2 separate regions of the Gossypium hirsutum genome follow, and region 1 is linked to region 2. The links are chromatin contacts, called in public Hi-C maps. All regions are on one chromosome and are shown on one strand. Each heading gives the region's core, a stretch centred on a gene start, on an enhancer-like site or on the middle of the called end of the contact. The rest is flanking DNA. Distances are from core to core; before and after follow the strand shown. Region 1 holds the start of LOC107930098 (pectin acetylesterase 7). Region 2 holds the start of LOC107930105 (LRR receptor-like serine/threonine-protein kinase FEI 1).

What was found. Hi-C and Micro-C count contacts between places; a contact is called where the count stands out from the background.
Region 1: a contact with region 2 is called in a Hi-C map of leaf, with 1.6 times the contacts expected there. The contact joins the promoter of LOC107930098 here to the promoter of LOC107930105 in region 2. A contact is called at or near these places in 4 of 34 Hi-C or Micro-C datasets (callus and leaf).

Annotation. Positions count from the first base shown.
Region 1 is chrA08:109,308,353-109,312,038 of Gossypium_hirsutum_v2.1, reverse strand. LOC107930098 (pectin acetylesterase 7) reads right to left here and starts at 1,979. Exons shown (of 13, transcript XM_016861660.2): 1 at 1,767-1,979; 2 at 377-504; 3 at 181-263; 4 at 1-89. The coding sequence starts at 1,900.
Region 2 is chrA08:108,924,385-108,928,418 of Gossypium_hirsutum_v2.1, reverse strand. It overlaps LOC107930105 (LRR receptor-like serine/threonine-protein kinase FEI 1), which reads right to left and starts at 1,492. Exons shown (of 14, transcript XM_016861673.2): 1 at 1,140-1,492; 2 at 1-182. The coding sequence starts at 49.

The DNA of each region.
Region 1 (3,686 bases), core at 730-3,229, 380 kb before region 2:
CCAAATTGCTTCACCATTTGCTTTGATGACCCTAAATCGGTGTTCTTACGAGAGAGGCAAGTCGGCACATCTTCACACCATCCTCCACCCTTCATGCAAGCAAAACACATTCTCAACAACAATTACAAATATAATATAAGTAAAACACAGCACAAGCAAGGCAAAAGCCATTGGACTAACCTCCATGTGAACAATCCAATTATCAACTCCAGCGCCAGAGCCCTTGTCAAAATGGTAAGCTGGTGGACTCCCATCCAAACAAACTACACACCACCACCCAAACCAAAAAAAAGAAAAAAAAAAAAAGAGTGCGTTAAATATATGATATACATAAACATATAATAAAACATAGATAAGAAGAAAAACAAATCCCTACCAGCTCCTTTCGCTACGGCATCCTGCAGATAAGTAATCCCTACACTAGCGCCTTCAGATTTGAGTAGTATAACAGCAAGCACACAGACCAGTAGACTTAACCATTGGCGTAACATTCCACTAATCATTCTGCTCTGCAGTATTTATTAATTTAAAGTCAGTATGATTATAGAAAATAAAGAAATAAGCAAATTATAGTAAGACGTATAAAAATATTACTACTGCTACTGCTATGCTTACAAAGGCTTATATAAAACCCATGCACATGTCCAACATCATTATTCAACAAGAAATAAAGCTACCATTAACACCAAGCACCGCACATAATCAACTCGTGCTGCTAACGGTAACTTGGTGTCATAATTATCAGTAATTAATTCAGTAATTATCTAATTGGCTATCATCTACCCACAAATAATGATTAATATCACTATTTTTAATCCGTCACAATCAAACCAAAGAAGCATAAAGTGATTGGTATGTTTAGATGGGTGGTCATGGTAATATTCTGACAATAACACTTAGGTTAATTTGAAAATAAAAGAATATTATTACAGCACTGTCGGACAAACATAAAAACGATGAATGGTCAAAATATAAAATTCACACCGATTCTCAAATATAAGATAATCAAAGCAATATACTTTTATTACAGCCTAAAACAAATACCGGCAGACAAACATAAATATTAAAATAAATGCAATTAGCCAAGAATATAAATTTCACACCCATACCCATAACGACAACCCATAGGCCATATAGCAATATTATGTATCTTATTTAGGGAATAAAATAGATTAATTGTACTCAAAAGAGACAATGTAACTCACACATAATTTACTAATCCTAAATATTACTACATATAAATAAAGAGAGCAGTGAGAATAAAAGCAGGCCATAAAATAATCCTAACTGAGATCTTAAATCTCGTCAACTAAAATTACAATTATCGTGATTATCATTATCATTATTATTATTATTTTAATTAATACTATCCGACAAACGTCATGAACCTCCCAAAAATAAAGTATCCGACAAAGGTCACACATGGCAAGAAGATCGCATCATGTGTCTCATCTTACTCTCTTCTAAATTCAATAATCCATCCCTTAGGATGGGAGGAGAGCTAACAGCACCGCTCGTAAATCGCCGGAGCAGAAAGAACTGAAAACTACGAGTGGTTAAAAAACACAATCTCTTTTCACCAAAAAAAAAACACACACAATCTCTTCTTGTCTTCATCCTGAGATTACTTCATCAATAAAGTAAAAGAAAACGCTTTCCGAAGTAGGAAAGATAGTAATAACAGTAAATACAAAAAAGCTAAAAACTCAGGCAGAGGCTGAGGTAAGAAGACTTTGTTTATTTTTGTAGTTAAGATGAAAGCTTACCTTACGAGGAGGGAGAAAGGAGAAACGATATAATAGCTTACTACAACTAGTTTCTTCTTAGTACGAGTATAATGCTTTGTTTGGATCGGGTGAGACTTAGCCACCGCTGATCTCATTTCATTTGTAGTCCTCATTCGGTAACGCGTGCCAACTAAGCAGACAGAAGTCAATTCAAATCCACAGTTCAGTTGTCGGTGCGCTCCACTTTTTAGTTTTTCATTTTCTTTTTAAACATAAACCAAGGATTATTAACACCACTCATTACAGCTCAACCAGTACAAATTATCCTTTGTTTGCTTGCTTGGGCTTGCCCAAAAAATAATTTTTGATAACGACAAAATCATTTTAATATTTAATAAAACCACATTTTAATCTCACACTTTATTTACTGTAAAAAAGTATTTTAAAAAATAAATTTATTAATAAATAACTATTTATTTTTATTAATTATGGATATTATAAAATTTTCAAATAATTTATGATCTGTCAGGAATATTAAATTAATTCGAATTTGACTGGTGGCTTTAAATAAATGATTTTCAAAAATAATAAATATAAAATCGACATGTGAGATGCGACTAAACAGACAAATACTTTGAATGGAATAAGTTGAGTTAAAATCTTAAATCAACCCACAAGAACCACATACTAATAATTAATAACATTATTAATTAGCAAAGTGATTGCATAGAAAAAAAAATGTTTACATATAGTGTAAAAATATACTATAACTAAGACCCTGAATAAATTAATATATCAAAATATAAAACAAATATTTACAGTATTAAATCTTTTCCTTTTCCTTTTTCCTCAACACTTGTTATTTTTTTAAAGCTAGTGCCAGAACGTATGTTATTATAGACACGTGTCCTTATAAAATTATTACTTTTTAAGTCTTGAAATAAATTCATCAATTGCTTCCTATATAAGTATTGCCTTTTTCCCCTTGAAATAAAGTAAAAGAAAAAAAAAGGCTCAGATTTTCTTCCAAAAAAAAGGATACTTAAATGTTGAAAAATGAATTTTATTATTTCTTTTTTATATATACAGAAGAGAGTTAAATATGCAAAAACAAGCCAATCCTTCATAACATATTGGAGACAGAAGCAGCAAACAGGAATGCAAGACCACAATTGGTTGGCCTGGGCTGTCACACAGGAAATTTTAAAAATATGAATGCACCCGCATTAATTATCTAAGTGAAATCCATCGTAACCGTAGTAAATGCATGTCAACGACTACCATCAGTTAATGGCTAAATTCATGGTGCGACATATTCGACGGCTGTTGGGCTGGGAATGGCAGGTTACTATTTGTCATGTTGCTCCAGAGAAGAATAGCGTGGCGGATTATGTACTTGTCCCAGAGGGGTGCGTATGAGGAAACGTTGTTGCAGGAGCTTCCTCGTGAAGGGTGCTATTTAGTTTTGGTAAATGTTCCCAAAAAGAAAATTTTCTAGTTTTGAACTTTTGATAACTATTTCATCCTTTACTTTTACTTTTATTTAAATATTATTAATTATTAAAAAATAAAAATGTTGGTATAAGTTTTTTTTAAAATTAACATCCTTACAACACAATATCTATATCATGTCATTACAATGACTTGAAAATGTATTTTCTTTAAAAAATTAATTAATTGTATTAACTACTTCGAATAATAATATTATAAAAATAAAATTATTAAATTATAAAAAAATTAAATTATAGGAAGTGAATCCTAAATTTAAGTTTAAGCATAATAAAAACTAAAATTATATTTTGTCATTATTCAATTTTGAGAAAATATTTAGTACACTGTTGGTAGAAATTTCAGACTTTATAAGTAAGTTCAGGAGATTAACAAGTGTCCTATATGAATATAGTAAATTTAAAAAATCATATGATAAATTTTTAAAACTACTTATAAAATAAAATAAAA
Region 2 (4,034 bases), core at 243-2,742:
GAATGAGAAGCAGCCATGGCCATTGATATTTCATCAGACGAATGCCCATAATGGCACTGACAAAGCATAATATAGATACTACAAATCATCTGATACGCCAAACTCAGGAATGCACCCTTGTTGTATCATATGGTTATCGGGACTACAACGCCACTTGGCAGCTACAAAAATACAAACAAAGTCTGGCAGGACATAGAGAAGCAAAAATAAGAATTAGAAACAGTTAGATACTTGAAACAGAAACATTGTGCAGAAAGCAGAATTCCAATTGAAATTGTTACAAAGTTCCTTCCAATTTGTGCAGAAAAAATGCATAATTGAAAACCAAGAAAGAACCACCTCCCTCCCTCTCTCTCTCTCTCTAGAACCAAAGGACAAATAGAGCATTGAAGTCTTATACATGAATACATATCAAATAATTCTAATCATGAAAAAAAATCCAACTTGATAACCATTGCAGTTTTGATATCTATGATGGACTATGAGCACTGCTTACTCTTGTACCATACATTGTGCGACATGAATTTCAAAGAATGAACTAATCAGTACAATAAAGCCTTCTCAGCCAGAATCGGACTTTAAAGCCAATTTTAAGGAACATGAACGCTTATGAGAAACAACATTTACATCATTAAAGGTTTTTGCTGCATTAGCATTCTTTATCTAAATGAGATTAGCAGCTTCTACTACAAGCAAGTCATTTCCCAAATCTTCAATCATTTTGAAGCATTTCTGTCAAATTTAAAGTTGCACGTACTAAACGCAAATATAATAACACAAGCAATTACTCTAAGATCAACTTCTCCAACCCTAAACTCTTAACTTGAAAATAAACTACTACCTCTGAAAGTTGAGCTAAAACAATCACTTTGATAAAGTGACACAAACTTTGCGACATAAATCGGACGGAATCAAGAGCTTAAAACGAAAATAGCATTCTTAGAATTCGCCTCTCAGCATGAGCTATTTATATTCCGAGACTGCTAAAAAGGGAAATTGACCTAAAAACGAAGTAAAGAATCGAGCAGGAAAACAATTGCTAACCAATCTGGAACTTAAAACACAAACAGAACCAAACTTTGGAGAAGAAAATGGAATGAAAACACAAAAAATTAAAAATAAAGAGAAATTAAAGAAACCTTGAGATTGAACCGATCTGCAGGCAGTGAGCTGCGAAGAGAAAACAAGCAAAAAAAATCAAATAAAAATAACGAATAAAAAAAGATTCGATGCTACTTCTTTTTTCTTCTTGGATTTCTTTTAATTCTTTTTTTTTCTAATATTATTTTGGTTAAATTCTGAAAATGAAGATGTGATTGTGAAGAGAGAGACTTTAGTCGTTGAAGAGAGTGAGGCAGAGAGCTATAGATTAGATGTTTGGAATTAAAGGGGGGCCGAGTTGAGATGGTGCTGCTTTCTCACGTGCGACTGCGACTTCCGTACGTGCCAACCGACGTTTCTTGCTTTCTAGAAAAAGAGTAAAGTCTAAAGTCTAACACTCTTAACTCCTGGACTCTAAGCGAGTTACAGTAAACTTTGTCCACGCCCGGATCTTATTAAGATATTTCAATTTTGTGTTAATTGTTTTAAATTAAATTAAAAAAAATCCATTTTGTATCAAACAATGTAAATATTTTAATTATTTGTGGATTTATATAAAACTATACGCGTTTTCAACCCTTCTTAAAAAATTAAAAAATATGCAGGAAATGAATTGAATTTTAACTAAATTAATATTAATATTATTAATATAAAAAAATATTGATTCGAGTACGTTGAAATTAAAGGTTAAAAAAATATGCTGAGATAATTTTAATAACTAAATTTTTTTTTCTCGTCACACTTTTAACTTATTCTACTCTTTTTTAAGTGAATTTTTTAATGAATAAAATATTGAATTGATTAATTATTTTTTTAGTGAATTAAAGATTAATTCATTTTAATAAACTAAATATTTAAATTTAAAATTATGTATCACTAGAATATACCGGAAAAACAATTAAAGTTTTTGACATTTATATTAAAATTAAAATTGAATTCTTGTAATAAATTATACGAAATATGAAACAAATAAAGATAAAATAATAAAACATGTGCTGCAGCGAAAATTGATATGTCCATGATTTAAATAGGATAAATTAGTAAAATATGCTATTTTTTCAGTTAGTCTTTTAGGTTGTTGTAAACTTTAATTAGGGAAATTGGTCATTTTAGGAGAGAGAAAGTGAAAGCGCGTCCAGCAGAGTGTGCTTTCTGCATAGATGGCAAGAAAGCGTGTCCAGCTAGACGGACTTTCACTTTCTCTCTCTAAGGTTAGGATTTTTTTTAAGGTTAGGATCTTTAGGGTTTTTAGTTTTTTAGGGTTTAAGGTACTTTGAATGTGTTTAGAGTTTTCGACTAAAACGACAGAAGTTCTTAGGTAGTTTTGAGGGATCGAGGACGTGATAACACGCCTCAACACACATATATTTAATATATCATGGCGAGATAGGATCATCACTTGAGGAACCCATTGTGAGGAAACCTGATTTCGGGGTAATAATGCTTGATAAAACCAGTGGTGGAAGTCTAGGTGGAGGTCACAATCGGCAGTCATGATCTTGTAACAGCCCGATTTCAGTTGTGTCAGAAATAGTGGTTTCAAGGCCACCAAATCAAGCAAGCAAGTTCGTAAATATTATTATTTAATATTTATGGGTTAAATATGATTTTAGAAAGATTTTTGAATTAGTAATTTGTATTTTATAAAGATTTATTCGGCTAAATGGTTTTAGAAAATGAGGTGTTGGGACCTCAATTCTATAAATCGAGTCGTAAATATTTTTATAAATATTTATGGAGTGTCTTTAGGGTGGTATTAAAGTTTCATTAAGAAATTTTAACGTTTCGATTGTTAATTAATTAAAAACCACCAAATTGAAAAAAAAATGCATTCCCGGGACTCCGTTCCAGTAAATCGGATTCATAAATATTTTCAATAAATATTTAAGAAGTTAGTTGTGTAGTTAATTAGGTTTTGGTTAAGTGAATTTTGCTTGAATTAAAAATAATTAGGTAAAAAGATTAAATTACAATAGAGGAGAAAGTTTATTTATAGATTAAAGAAAAACTAAAGGGACTAAGAAGGCAATTATGCCATTCTTTATAGTTGAGGCGGCAAACATGTAAAAATATCAAAGATTTTTATGATTAAAATATATATATGTTTACTTAATAAATAAGAATATTATTATATATTATATTATATTATATTATATTATATTATATATGTTATATATATTATATAAATTGGTAAAGAAACACAAGAAACAGAATGAAATTGAAACGAAACAGAGAAGAAACAGGAGGGAAAGAAAGAAAGAAAAAGGAAAAGGAAAATTTGGGGTTTCAAGGTTCAAAGTTAATTTGGTAAGTCAATTTAATCTATTTTCTTCTAATTTTTGAGTTTTTAGAAACTTAGAATAATATACTGTTGGATTTATGTTGAAAATTTGAAAGTTGGTGGATTTTTGGATACAGTTTATGTTGAATTAATTGATGAATTGGGGGTTAAATTGATAGAATTTCAAGTTAGAATTGGGTAAAGGATTTAATTGTAAAGTAAATTATAAGTTTTGAGTAATAGGGACTAAATTGAGAAAATTTCAAAATTTGGGATTTATGGTGAAATTAGAGAGTTAAATTAGTTTAAAGTGGGAATGGAATGAAAATATGGAATTAGTTTTGAGAATAAAAGTTAGTCTCGGTTCAGGGACTAAATTGGAATTTAGGAAAATATTGAGTAAAAATTAAAATATTTAACATGAGATTGAATTATGTTGTATTGATGATTTTTAATTGTTTTAATTCCGTAATTAGCATCGTATCGGAATTCTCGACTAAAAAGGGGAAAAATATAGTAGACTAGGAATAGCTCAGAATTATTGGTTTGTATTTCTATAATCAGAATCTAATTATTAATTATTGTATTTTGATTAAATGTTACGGTAAGTGATTGAGGTGAGAATTATTGTGTTTTACAATTGAATTGGATT